Linked DNA regions of Pan troglodytes: regions 1 and 3 are each linked to region 2. The links are chromatin contacts, called in public capture Hi-C maps. All regions are on one chromosome and are shown on one strand. The core of a region is the stretch at or near the end of the contact, and the rest is flanking DNA. Distances in the headings are between cores, read along the strand shown.

Region 1 (4,270 bases), core at 749-3,248, 120 kb after region 2:
GTGTTGGGTACATCTGGGTTTCAGTACGGGCTCTGTCACTACTACCTATGTCCGCAGCCACTCTAGGCTTGTTTCCTTACCTACAAAATGTGCATAATGAGAGATTTCATATCATAGAGCTGGGAAAATTAGAGAATCCATTTAAGACCCTTAGAGTAGTGACTAGCACATAATTAGCACTCAATATTATTATTGTTAAGTTTGCAAAAGATATCAGAGTTCATTCAGCTCCACTGCACACCTTGCATAGGAATTCCCTCCAACTGATGATGATAGAGGATGCTTGGGCCACTGCTTTGAGGACCTGGGATCTCACTCCCTGCCCTGGCAGCCTAGGACCACAGGGCCAGCCCACAGATGGGCAGCTCACACTGGACCCGGAGCCATAATCAGCCTTTCTACGGCTGCCTCCTCCACTTCTGTTCCTTTTGTAACCCAATAGCAAACAATAGTTTTGAATTTAAAGTAGCCCTGTAACACAGGAAAGGAAAAATAAAAGTGCACCCTCCTATTTTAGCTTAGGTGAAATCTCCTTGGCAATCCCCCAAATGTTTGACTCAGCCTCACTTGCATCTTGTTTCATTTTAAAGCCAAGTTATAACTGACACATGCGATCGAAAGCCCAGTATGTTACAGGGATGGGGAAGGAGGATGCCTGCCCATAAGACTAAGTACGACCATTCAGACTGGGAGTAAGCAGATGCGTGTGCTGTCGAGTATATTGGCCGGAGAGGTGTATCTATAACTGGAAGAACACGTGTGTGTGTGTGTGTGTGTGTATACAGGAGGGTGAGTGGTGTGGACTGTTATGTGCGTGTGTGGATAAGTTGGGGGAGTGTATGCCTGGGTGTAGGTGTGTGGGGGTATGTTGGGTGTGTGTAAGTATGTGGGTATGGGTGAGGACTATCCTGGTGCTCCCTGGCCAGGGCACAGTGATCCCCAACTGCAGAACAGCCACTAATTTGGGAGTGCATTTCTTTTTATACCAACTTCCCCACTCTTCTCAGGAAGCTGCATTTGTTGGCCAGGATTTGAGATTTCTTTCACTGAGGCCTCCGGAGAGACATTCCAACGGTGAACATAAAGCACAAACTCAAGAAATAAAACCACATGTACTGCCTCAAAGGCAACAAGGCAGGAGGGTGTAAAAAACCCCAGGGGGAGATACAAAGGCTCAAAGTTCTGCAACCCACACCCCTTGGAAAGAGAGTAGGGTCAGCTCCTCTCCCACCCCAAACTGCCAGTTTGAATTTTTTAAAAAATCAGCCTTATAAGCAAACATCTGCCACTCTCCGGCTTCTGAATGAAAGGTGAAGATCAGAAAAAGGAATCTTTGTGTTTTCATTAGGTATTTTAGCAAATGCAATGAGGACATTCAGATTTGATTTCCCTGTTTTGTACACACACATAAGTCGGTGCTAAGAGGATTACTCTTCCTGGAACTGCGTCCTTCCTAAAGGCCCCGGTCAAAAGAGACCCTTGTTCAACAGTGTTTTCTCTGATTCCTCTGGCTTTTCTTCCTTGCCTCAATGTGCACACATCTAGCTTGCTCCTAAATCCACCCACCTCACAGACTTTGGGATAACGATGGTCCGAGCACTCCATTCTCCTCCTGCCCGGGTTCCTTAATAAAGCTGGAGATGAACATTAGCGCTTGGTTCAGCAGCATCCGAAAGCGAAACGGTGGCCTCCTCGAGCCCTCGATGCCCCATAGAAAAATGTAGCCTTTTTGCCTCTGCTCCGATGAATGGCTTTTCGAGGGTTTTCATTAGGACCGGGTCTGCTGGTGCAGAAAGCCTCACAGATGTTGACATTTTTTCATCCCTGGGTTAAGATGTCTTCCATAAGCTTTTATTCCTCATTTGTTACTTCTTTATTATCCGGGAGGTTTTGCCTCCTCCCTCTTCTCCTTTCTCTGAAGAGAGCAGCGGTAGCTGAGCCCGTCATTATCTCGGCCCTTTTCTCCTGCCTCCAGAGGCAGCCCGGGACTCGGGTCCCATTGTGGCAAACAGCAGGTAGCTGAGGCAGGCCGGGTCACTCCCCAGACCCTTTTGTGCGGCCGTCCCCTCCTCCCTGCAGCTTGGTTCTGGGGATGTAAAAGGTCAGGAGCAGCCAAGCTTCCATACCTGAGCTTTTGTCTGGGGCTGGAGGCAAATGATTTTAGAAGCAATTTCTTGGAAAGCAGCCTGGAGACTCCCGTCTCCCTCGTTAAAATGCACAGCTGTACTCCTAGCCCACTCCTTGGGGCTGGGGGTGAGGGGACAGGGGGATTAGCTCAGATCATCTGGATCCAAAAATGCCCTGAGAAAAAAACTTTCTACCCAGAGGATGGTTGAGACAATTCACATGGAAGCCTAGAGCCCTGAAATGCTAAGCAGTGTTTTGTGATAAACAGAGTGTGGTGTTCTGTCACTTTTGACTCTTCTTTGTTTTTAGTCGTAGCAGCCTGCAGCCTCCCTGCAACCTCCCTTTCCTTACCTGTCAAATGGAAATGATCCACCCTCCCTACCTGCCTCACACAGTTTACTAGTTATTCTGTGGATCCAAGGAGGTGATATAGAAACTGTTTTGCAAGCCATAAGATTCCATACGGCATTCACCATTTTTGCCCTCTGCTGGCTGTATGGACCCTGACTTGAATATAAGCCATCCCATAATGCAGTTAATTTTTCTGAAAATTATAGAGCAGAGATACAGGCAGATTTAAGGGCCTTAGGGCATGTGGTTCCAAGCCCTGCCCAAGCTTATGCTTTGCAGGTGAGGAAGGTCTCGGGGCAAGACAGGCTTTCATGGTGGTAAATTCCTTGAGGTTTGATGTAGCTCCCCTTAGAAGGCAGCTATGGGAAGCCACCTGCAGAAAGCTGGTGTGCAAATTTATGTAGGGAAAGATAAAAAGGGCCCAGGGGTGCTCACCAGCCACCAGCTTAATATAAGCCTTTGCAACCTGGCTGCCAGAAGAGCCAATGGGAGCTTAAGCTGCCTACCGGAAAGAAGGGGGTCTCCCAGGCTCCACCCAGGGTGCTGAGACCTTTCTGGACATCACATCTGGAGAGAACTGTGCAGGTACAGAATTCTGCTCAAGGGAAAGAGACTAGAATCATAAGAGGACTAGAAATCTCACTCTTACAAACACTGGCTGGGGAAGCTGAGGTTGCTTCCCCTATTTGAGAGTTCAGGGATATTCGTAGGGAAGGGGAATCGGGCTCATTCTGTGTAGCCCTAAGGACAGGCACTGGGACTGCAGAGTGGAAGCTGAAATGAAAATGTTTTGAGCATGTGAGAGGAAAATATTTCAAATGCCCAGAATTTAAGAGAGAGTGAACAATCTATCACTAAGGGTAATCTAGCAAAGTGGGATACTGGGGAGAAGATTCATCATCCCTGAGCATTCATTTAGGGCTTACTCTGTGTCAGGCCCAACATGTCCTTTCTAATCATGAAATTACTCCATTCTTTGATTTATTAAGAAATATAACATTCCTTTTAAACAACCAGGTCTCACAACTCACTATCACGATGGCAACACCAACGTGGATGGTACCAAACCATTAATAAGAAGCCAGCCCCATGATCCAAACACCTCCTACCAGGCCCCACCTGCAGCACTGGGGATTACATTTCAACATGAGACTTGAGCAGGGAAATAGATCCAAACCGTATCAACAAACATAGGCAAATCACATCTATTTTAACATACTAGCAATGAATACATGGACACCAAATATAAAATATGATCTATAATCAAGAAAATGAAATATTTAGGTGTTAATATAACATATAATCAAGAAAATGAAATATTTAGGTGTAAATATAACTAAAGATGTCCAGCACTTATGTGTTGAAAACATCAAAATGCTAATGAAAGAAATCAAAGAAAAATCTAAGTAAATGGTTGACATATGATAGTCACGGATAGGAAGACTCAAAATAGTAATGATGTCAAATTTCCCCAAACTGATATACAGGTGCAACACAATTCCAATCAAAATCTCAGCAAGATTTTTGTAGATGTAGACAAGCTTATTCTAAACGTATATGAAAAAGCAAAGGGAGTTGAATAAGTAAAACAGTTTGGGGAAAATAATTTGGGAAAAATCATATTACCTGATTTTAAGACTGATTAGATAGCATCAGTAATCAAGTCAGCATGAGGAATAGATACAAAGATCAATGAAACAGAATAGAGAACCCAGAAATGGGTCCTAGGTATTCTAGGTATGAGCCCCACACAAGTAGGGCCAACTCATTTTTGACAAAGGTGCAAAAGCAA
Region 2 (4,337 bases), core at 87-2,586:
TTCCTAGAGTGAGGAAGGAGGGGAGTTTCTGTGCAGGAGTGCCCTGTCACATCTCAGCTTCAGTCTTTTGAAATTAAATTTGTGATTCCTCACCCCTTACATCTCCCCCTGGCCTGGCTCGCAGGAGTGCCCTCCCTTCCCTGTCCAGGTAAAGCATCTTCAGTCACTCTGGCCACCTTATACTCAAGTACATTTGGGTGCATGGGGCCCTCTGAGGAGGCAAATGACCTCTGGAGTGGAAGGGCCAGTGTGATCAGGACAAGTGGAGGCGGCACTGGCTGACCCACTGAGGACTGAAACCACAGCAGAAAGCTGCACTGGGATGGGGAGAAGGTTTGGAGTGTGTTGGAGGGAGGCCCCTGGCAGACCCAGACAGTAGCTGAGTGATCTGGGCTTCAGGATTCAGGTTTACCTGACAGCGACAGGTAACCTGTTCTCTGCACCTCCAAGCTCCTCCTGCCCCTCACTATGGCTCTCTGTACTTGCTATGAACTGGGAGAGGCAGTTCTGGAATCTAACCCATGCTCCAGGGAGGTAAGGCAAGCTCCCCGGGCCACTGACAGAGCAAGCCAGGCCCTTACTTCTGCTGGAGTGAGGCGTCCCCACCATCCCCGGCCTGTCCTGGAGAGTGATGCCTCCCTCTGGGGTGCTGGCCTTTGCCTTCAGTCCTTGGGGAGGCCACATCTTACCCACATTTTTCTTTGACCTGAAGACTGTTCATGTCCATAATTAAGGGGATGATGAAGGCAGGGAAAGGCAAAGTGGAACAGGGATCCCAGAGCATCCCAAAGCTGTTACAACCTCTGAACAAAAGAAGAAGAAAGATATCTCTGAGCTAGGGTGAGGAGAATTGGTCAAAGGTTAAAGGCAGAGATGAATTAAGGTGAGTGTGTAGCAGTGGGTGTGGAGAGAATGAGACTGATTTACAGTCTTTTGAGGGCAAAAAGTTAGAGTCTTTTCTGTCTTCAAAGCCTGATCCCAGGGCTCAGCCTGAGTATCTCTCTCTCTCTCTCTCTCCACCCCCCTCTCCACCCCCTACCCCGTACTCCTTTCTCTCCTTCTCCATTTGCCAAGCTTCTCAGGACCTGGCATTTACTTCTGCCAAGCTGTAGGTCTTCCTCCCCACTCCAGGAATTTCACAAATAAATCCCTGAGAACAGAGCCTGCCTCACAACAAACAGCACATGGGTTTCTGCTCAGCCTCTGTGGCCTTGGACCAGCTTCTGGGAAAGAGCCCCTGCCTGGCTACAGGCGCAAACACAGCCCTGCCTTTCACAAACATTCAGTGGTGAGAAGCAGTAGGGAGAAACCCCAAGCCCCCAGGTGAAGGAGCTGTGCCCAGGCACGCACGGTAAGGTCAGGCTGTGCCGGGGCCACGGCTCCCCCAGGCTGAGCTGGGATCCAAGGCACAAGGCTTCTCCCTCAGGGGACTAGCCACTCAACTCAGCGACCTTGACAAAGTTATTTTAGCCTCCCTAGACTTCCCTTTCCCTATTTTTTACATAGATCAGAGGTTTATGCTGCTTAATTCACAAAGAAACTACAAAGAAAAAAACTGATTTGTTTTGAAGCATTCTATCTTCCTGAGAGGAGCGCAGGTTCTAGCAAACTCCTTGAACAGACACGGATACATATGTACACACATTCATGATGTATTGACCTGTCCACACACTCACACTGCCCCATTCATGGGTTCGGCTGCAGCTCTCCAGGTATAGGGACATTGGTGCACTGCAGTGTCCCCTGCTGTGTGGTGCTTGGAGCAAAGCTAATGCTCAATAAATATCCACTGAATGAGTGTACTTGACAGTATGTGCGGGCATCCTCTCCTTATGCCAGTCACTGTGCTCGGGGTTGGGGGACAGCCCTGCCCGCTAGTTGCTCACAGTCCAGGAGGGAGACTTGCACGTACACTCACACAGCCAATGTAGAGTATTAATGGGCACCAGGACAGAAAAGAAAGGGGAGGTCAGAGCAGCTCAGAGTGGGGAGAGCCCGGCTCTGTCCCATGGTTTGGGGGTTTGGGGGACACCTGGGGAGGATGTCAAGGGGAAATACCTCAGGGCACTGAAGGAAGAGGGAGATGAGGTGGCTGCAGATGTCTTCCAGCAGAGGGAAAGCATGTTCCAAAGCCCTGAAGTGACACAGTAGAGTCAGGAGACCAGGAACTGCTTCTGGTGGCTGGACCGTAAAGAAGGAGGCAGCATAGTGAGACCCCATCTCTACAATCAAATAAAAATAGCCAGGCATAGTGGCACATGCTTCCCACTAGTCCCAGCTATCCAGGAGGCTGAGGCGGGAAGATCGTTTGAGCCCAGGAGTTCAAGGCTGCAGTGAGCTAGGATCGTCCCCCTGCACGCCAGCTTGGGTGACAGAGCAAGACTTTGCCTCTAAAAATAGTGGGAAGGGCTAGGCGGTGAGTTGTGGGGCCGCAGGCTGGGTGAGGAGTGCTGAGTCTGCAGACCGTGCGTGCCTACTTTCAACAATCTCTATCCTTCCCTCCAGCACTCCTCTTAGACTCTTAAAATGTGCAGCTTGAGTATCTTTTATCCTAAATGCTTGGGACCAGAAGTGTTGTGGATTTCACATTTTTTTCAGAATTTGGAATATCTGCATTATGCTTACAGTTGATTATTCCTAATTCAAAAATCAGAAATCCAAAATGTTCCAATGATATTTCCTTTGAGAGTTATGTCGGTGCTCAGAATGTTTTAGATTTTGGAGCGTTTCAGATTCGAAATTTTTGGATTCAAGATACTCAACCTGTCATAGTTTTACTTTTCTCTCTGCTGATTGAGAAACTATATATGCATAGAAGAGCTTACAGCCCTCTCCCAGCAACTCAGAGACAACCCACTTCTGATGTCAGTCTTCACACTGGGGTGCATCAGTTGGAAAGCATTACTTAGGTGACCATATAATTTATTATGTAACTGGTTCACTTTAGGGAGTGAAAGGGGTTATTACCAATAATTAAACCCTGGGGAAAAAAACAAGAACCAGGACTATTCTGGGCAAACCAGGATATATGATCACTCTAGGTAAAGATATTGGGTTGAGGCCGGGCACAGTTGGCTCATGCCTGTAATCCCAGCACTTTGGGAGGCTGAGGCAGGAGGATCACTTGAGCCCAGGTGTTCAAGACCAGCCTGGGCAACATGGTAAAACCCCATCTCCACAAAAAAATACAAAGATTAGCCGAGTGTAGTGGTGTGCGTCTATAGTCCCAGCTACTGGAGAAGCTGAGGCAGGAGAATTGCTTGACCTCAGGAGGTTAAGGCCGCAGTGAGCCATGATCATGCCACTGCATTCTAGCCTGGGCAACAGAGAAAGACCCTGCCTCAAAAAAATAAAATAAAATGAAAAGATTTGGGGTTTCCATTAAGGGATTATATAGAGGTAAGTGGTGTCATCAGATTCACATTATTGGAATTGAGCTACCCCCTCTCACCCTAACTTCTTCATAGAACAGTGAGTGTAAGAGGACAGGATGGTTTGGATGGTCTCTTGAGGCTCTTCCCAGCTTCAGCCTCTTCTATAAATCTCTGTTTGGTAGGCATTTGAACGGCGAGAGGGGTTGAATAAAATGTAACCTCAAGGAAGTTTTGGGGGCAAACTGCAATTTAACCTAAACCGTGAAGATGCATACCAATATCCTGTGTTTTTAGCTGAAACCCTATAAAAGTGCCCAAGAAAAACATTCCCAAGGAACCTCTGCTCATCCACCCAACCAGGAAGGGAAAGGCGATGCCCGTGAAAACATTCCATTGAAATTAAAGCCCTGCTGCCAGTCAGCCTCTCCCACAAGTCCTAGCCCTCCCTTCATCTCTTCCTCCCTCCTCCCTTTCCTCCTCCTGACTCCAAGAGCAAGCAGGTATGGGATTGGGTCGGTAAACGCATGTGAGCATTCAGTAGCTTAGTTAGTGCCATCATTTCAACTCCTGCAGCAACCCCCTCCCTCTTAAGTAAAAACCTCATGGCTGTCTAGTGCCTTGAGAATTAAGCACAAACTCTTCAACCTCTATTTCAAGATCTTTTGCTTTATCTCCATTTTATTCCTTATGCACCCTTTCTTACAACTTAATTGGAATTCTTTCTAAACAAACTTTACATATTCTCTCTAGGTGCTTACTCATGTTCTATCTACTCCTGACTTATCTAAATTATACCAATAAATTTCATCTCTTCCATAAAATGTGGCTTTCCTCCTTTCAGTCTTCTTTTCTTCCAAGTTACTCAAACTCTTGTCTTTCAAGATACTGCACTTCTAAATAAAAGTATAATTAATAGTGCTGGTATTCGTCTCTGAATCGTCTTGCCAAGGAACTGAACACTGG
Region 3 (4,415 bases), core at 1,171-3,670, 98 kb after region 2:
AAAATACAGATTCTAACTTAGGAGGTCTGGGGTGGGGCCTTGGAGTCTTGAACCTCTGACAAGCTCCCCATCGATGCTGATGCTGCTGGCCCACGGACCACACTGCAAGCTGCCAGGCTCCAGAACACTGTCTAATGACCACTGAGCACTTGCAATGTGGCTCGTCTGAATAGGGATGTAATGTAGGTGAATGAATGAGAGAATATAAGTGATGTCAGTGTAAAATATATCATAGTTTTCAAAGACTTAGTAGAAAAAAAGAACATGAAATAATTTTTATATTAGTTGGACATTGGCATAATAATATTCTGCCCTGGGCGTGGTGGCTCACGCCTGTAATCCCAGAACTTTGGGTGACTGAAGCAGGCAGATCACTTGAGACCAGGAGTTAGAGACCAGCCTGGCCAACATGGCAAAACCCTGTCTCTACTAAAAACACAAAAATTAGCTGGGCATGGTGGTGCACGCCTGTAATGTCAGCTACTCGGGTGGCTGAGGCACGAGAATCACTTGAACCCAGGAGGTGGAGATTGCAGTGAGCTGAGATCGTGCCACTGCACTCAAGCCTGGGCAAGAGAGCAAGACTCTGCCTCAATAATAATAATAAAAATATTCGGGGCACATTAGATTACATAAAATGTATTATTTTTAAAATTACAAATTTTATTTGTGAAAGAGACTGGTAGCACCCCTCTGTCAATTATTCAACTCCCCTTTTTCCTTAATAACAGATTTCCAGCTGGGCAAATGGTAGCCACATGGAATAAAGACTATATTCCCCAGCTTCCCTTCCAGCTAGGTGAGACCATGTGATATAGTTTGGACATTTACCCCAGCCCAAATCTCCTGTTGAATTGTAATCCCCATTGCTGGAAATGAGGCCTGGAGGAAGGTGTTTGGACCACGGGGGCAGATCCCTCATGGCTTTTGGTGCTGTCTCCATGATAGCGAGTTCTCACGAGATCTGGTCATTTAAAATCCTGTGCTCCCCCTCACCCCGCCCACTCTCTCTCTCTCTTGCTCCTGTTTTCTCCATGTGAAGTGCCTGCTCCAGCTCTGCCTTCTGCCGTGACTGTAAGGTTCCTGAGGCCCCTCCAAAAGCAGGTGCTACTATTCTTGTATAGCCTGCAGAACCATGAGCCAACTCGACCTCTTTCCTTATTATAAACCCAGTCTTGTGTATTTCTTTACAGCAATGCAAGAACAGCCTAATACACTGTGTGACTAATCACTGCATGAAACGGAGGGAGAGACTTGTGCAGCTTCCAAGAACCTTCCTTAAGAGATTATGTCAGTTCACCCCTTGCCTTCTTCTTCTTCATTCCTTCCTCCATCCTGCTGACTAGAATGAAGAGATGTTGTCATCTTGGACCATGAGGTCAAGGCCATGAGTGGACCAACAGGATGTAAATGTCATGAGGGCAGGGATTTTGTCTGTTCCCCACTCCCCAGCTGCCGTGATCCCAATGCCTAGTTGGTGCTAAATAAATATTTGCTAAGTGAATGAATGAACGAACAAGCCTGGGAGTCCGACACTGGGGAGGCAATGTCAGCCCCAGACCACCCACCTGGACTTTTACATGAGTGAGAACCAAACTCCTACCTTGTTTAAACCAGCCCTAATCCTATCAATACAATTTTTAAAAGTCCTATCATTGTTTTAGGCCATATAAAGTATACCTAAAATGTTAGCTAAACCTCGGTAAATTGAATCACATTTCCAATGCATTGTGATATTCATTTTTTAATGTTGTGGATTATTTTACAGAGCCAAAATCCATCCACTTGTATGTTTAATAAGTTTAGGTTTTAGTAATTTGGGTTTCTAAAACCAAAATACACTTCCAAGAGTACTTTCTTACTAACAATGCAAAGCACTGTAAAAATTTAATCCAGCAATGATTTTCTTAACAGCCCTAGAATGTAATATAAGTGTTATTAGAATGTAATATAAGAGTTAGTATCAAAGGCAGCATCTTATAAGATAGAGATGAGCTAATTTCCTTTCCCAACTCAGGGAAAATTTTCCATTTTCATTCTGTGCCTATTACACTTCACTGCTCTTAAATTGAACAAGAAGTTTACATCGGAGAGGTTAGGAGTGGCAGATTTTAAGCAAAAACAAGTGTTTTTTGCTTTTTAAGAAAAGCATTTCATTTCATTCTCTCAAGTTTTCAGCCCTGCTGACCTCTGAGAAGAATTACACCTTTATACATTGCTTTCTTAAAGGAAAAAAAAAAACTTTGGAAAAAAAAAGGGCCTGATTAATTAACTTTGGTATGCAAACAGGTGGGGGTAAAAGTTCAGTCAACACTGTGCAGAGCACCATGTCCGCATCTCCTATTCTCAGGAGAACAAGAGGAGCCGGCAGGATTTCAGTGAACCTGGAGAGGGCGGGTTGAACTACTGGCAGGGCTGGGGGCGAGGGTGGAGAGAGGCAAACAGAGAGACCAGGATGGACCAACCCTAGGTGTTTGCACTTGCGACCTTTCTCAAGGGCAACGAGAGTTACTATCACCTGTCACAGGAGGACAAAGGGGACACCAATGTGATTTGTCACCCTTCCTGTAGCCTGGAGGCCTTGTTCTTCATTCCAAACTCACTGGACTGAGGGCTTTGAGGTCACAGAGGCCAAAAATCAGCTGTGGGTCATGTTTGTCTCATGAGCGGTCACACACTGACACGCCAGTGAATGCCAGCTTCCACTGGAGGCTCCTGGGGCTGCAAGGCTCTGTTCTGTGACACAAGAGGAACCCCGGAAGGCCACTTGACTCCAGTACAGCATCCTTACTTGCCACACCATTACCCTTCCAGGCTGGAAGCCTCATGTTTGCCATGAGCCCATTGCCTGGGTATTTCTGATCAAGGAAGCTTTTTATCGGAAGGCATCTGATATCTAAGTTTCCTTTTAGTTGAAAAAAAAAAAACACTTTTCTCAAAATATACCATTGGTACAGATTTTCAGAGCTGAATTCCAAACAGAACTGAGTAACATGCCTTTAAACAACGTGTTTAAAAACTCTGGAGTCACAAGATACATTTAATGACTGATTTGTGATATCTTGCAGAAGACGGAAATTCTGGAAGGGAGACGAGACATAAATAGCATTAAAGTGCAAGAGATAAGAATGTATATAGTGAGATCCATCTGCGAGGCTAAAAATCATGTGCCAAGCAAAGAATGCCAAAGGATGGAGCTGGAAAAACCAGTGGAGAAAGCTCTGGACATGAAACTGGACATTGGCCTACTGTGAATGGGGAGCCAATGATTATTATAGAGGCTGAGCAGGACAGAACCAGATTTTTTTCTTGAAACATAAATCAAATGACAAAGTGGATAAATGGATGGCGTAGAGAGCTACGAGAAGCAGCTACTGCAAGGGCACAGATGCAAAACTCGGAGCAGGCAGGACCATGGAGCTGCTCGGAAATGGTGGCTACTTTGATGGTTGCTGGTCCTGAGGTGGAGGGAGCAATTCTGATGCAGAGGACGTTCAGGTTTCTGGCTTGAGACCTTGGGAGATGGAGAAGAAAGAGCAGTTTGAGAGGCGGAGGGTGGAGATGAAGAGGTCACTTTGGACAGTGTGTTTAGGTGCCTACAAGAGTGGCAATGGAGGAGACACTTTGGCAAGACTGCCTGGGTTTATAGGAGCCTCCTTTTTCCAGATTAAGGGCTATCTTTCCACTTATTCCCACAGTATCTTCACGTGTCACAGGGCAAGAAGATGCTGAGGCCCAACCTGGAACTTGTCCCTCAGCGCAAGTGGCTTTCAGTAGTAACAATGCATTCTTCCAGGTAGCAATTCCCACCATCTCATCAGCACCTACTGTGCACCCAGCCCTGGGCCCCAAGCTTTCCACTCTCTGTTTATCCTATGACAACCCTTTGAGTGAGGTATCGCCGCATATCTCAAATGGGCAAACTGAGAGCTAAGACTGAAAGAGCCAGTTACACGCCCAAGTTTTCACAGCTAGAAAGTGGCAGAACTGGTGCTCAAACCAGGCCTATGCGTTCCCTTCTATGAGACTGCACTCACCGCATTATATCACCGCAGGCAAAGGTCAGAACGGAAGCCTAACCAGTTCTATAACGGTATCATTTGCAAAACTCATTCATTCGTACATTGAATTAACACTGAACTCCTATTAATATATAGGAGCTAGAAGGGTATATGTACTAATATATCTACAAAATATAAATGTGGTCAACCTGACATGGGTGCTGGGGTAGAGATAATGCTCGCGATTGCATAAGCAAAAATAACAGTTTTGGCCTTTGAGGAGTTCTAAAGCAGTGGTCAGCAAACTATGGCCTGGGGGCCAATTCTGGCTCATTACCTGTTTTTGTGAATAAAGTTTTATTGGGATCACAGCCATGTTCATTCATTTACATATTGTCTATGGCCACTTCTGTA

What was found. Capture Hi-C pulls out chosen DNA fragments and counts their contacts.
Region 1: a contact with region 2 is called in a capture Hi-C map of stem cell-derived neural stem cells, with 3 times the contacts expected there. The contact joins two enhancer-like sites.
Region 3: a capture Hi-C map of stem cell-derived neural stem cells shows a contact between it and region 2, with 5 times the contacts expected there. The contact joins two enhancer-like sites. A contact is called at or near these places in 1 of 7 Hi-C or Micro-C datasets (induced pluripotent stem cells) and 1 of 1 other capture datasets (stem cell-derived neural stem cells).

Annotation. Positions count from the first base shown.
Region 1 is chr2:197,467,608-197,471,877 of NHGRI_mPanTro3-v2.0_pri, forward strand. No RefSeq gene overlaps it. Among named protein-coding and RNA genes, the nearest start is that of CPN2, 68 kb to the right of the region's middle. Within about 2 kb of position 1,999, at least 5 of the 24 cell types and tissues checked have an H3K27ac peak or open chromatin away from gene starts, as enhancers often do. A contact at or near this core is called in stem cell-derived neural stem cells, where this site is marked.
Region 2 is chr2:197,344,160-197,348,496 of NHGRI_mPanTro3-v2.0_pri, forward strand. No RefSeq gene overlaps it. Among named protein-coding and RNA genes, the nearest start is that of HES1, 26 kb to the left of the region's middle. Within about 2 kb of position 1,337, at least 1 of the 24 cell types and tissues checked has an H3K27ac peak or open chromatin away from gene starts, as enhancers often do. A contact at or near this core is called in stem cell-derived neural stem cells, where this site is marked.
Region 3 is chr2:197,441,256-197,445,670 of NHGRI_mPanTro3-v2.0_pri, forward strand. No RefSeq gene overlaps it. Among named protein-coding and RNA genes, the nearest start is that of CPN2, 94 kb to the right of the region's middle. Within about 2 kb of position 2,421, at least 2 of the 24 cell types and tissues checked have an H3K27ac peak or open chromatin away from gene starts, as enhancers often do. A contact at or near this core is called in stem cell-derived neural stem cells, where this site is marked.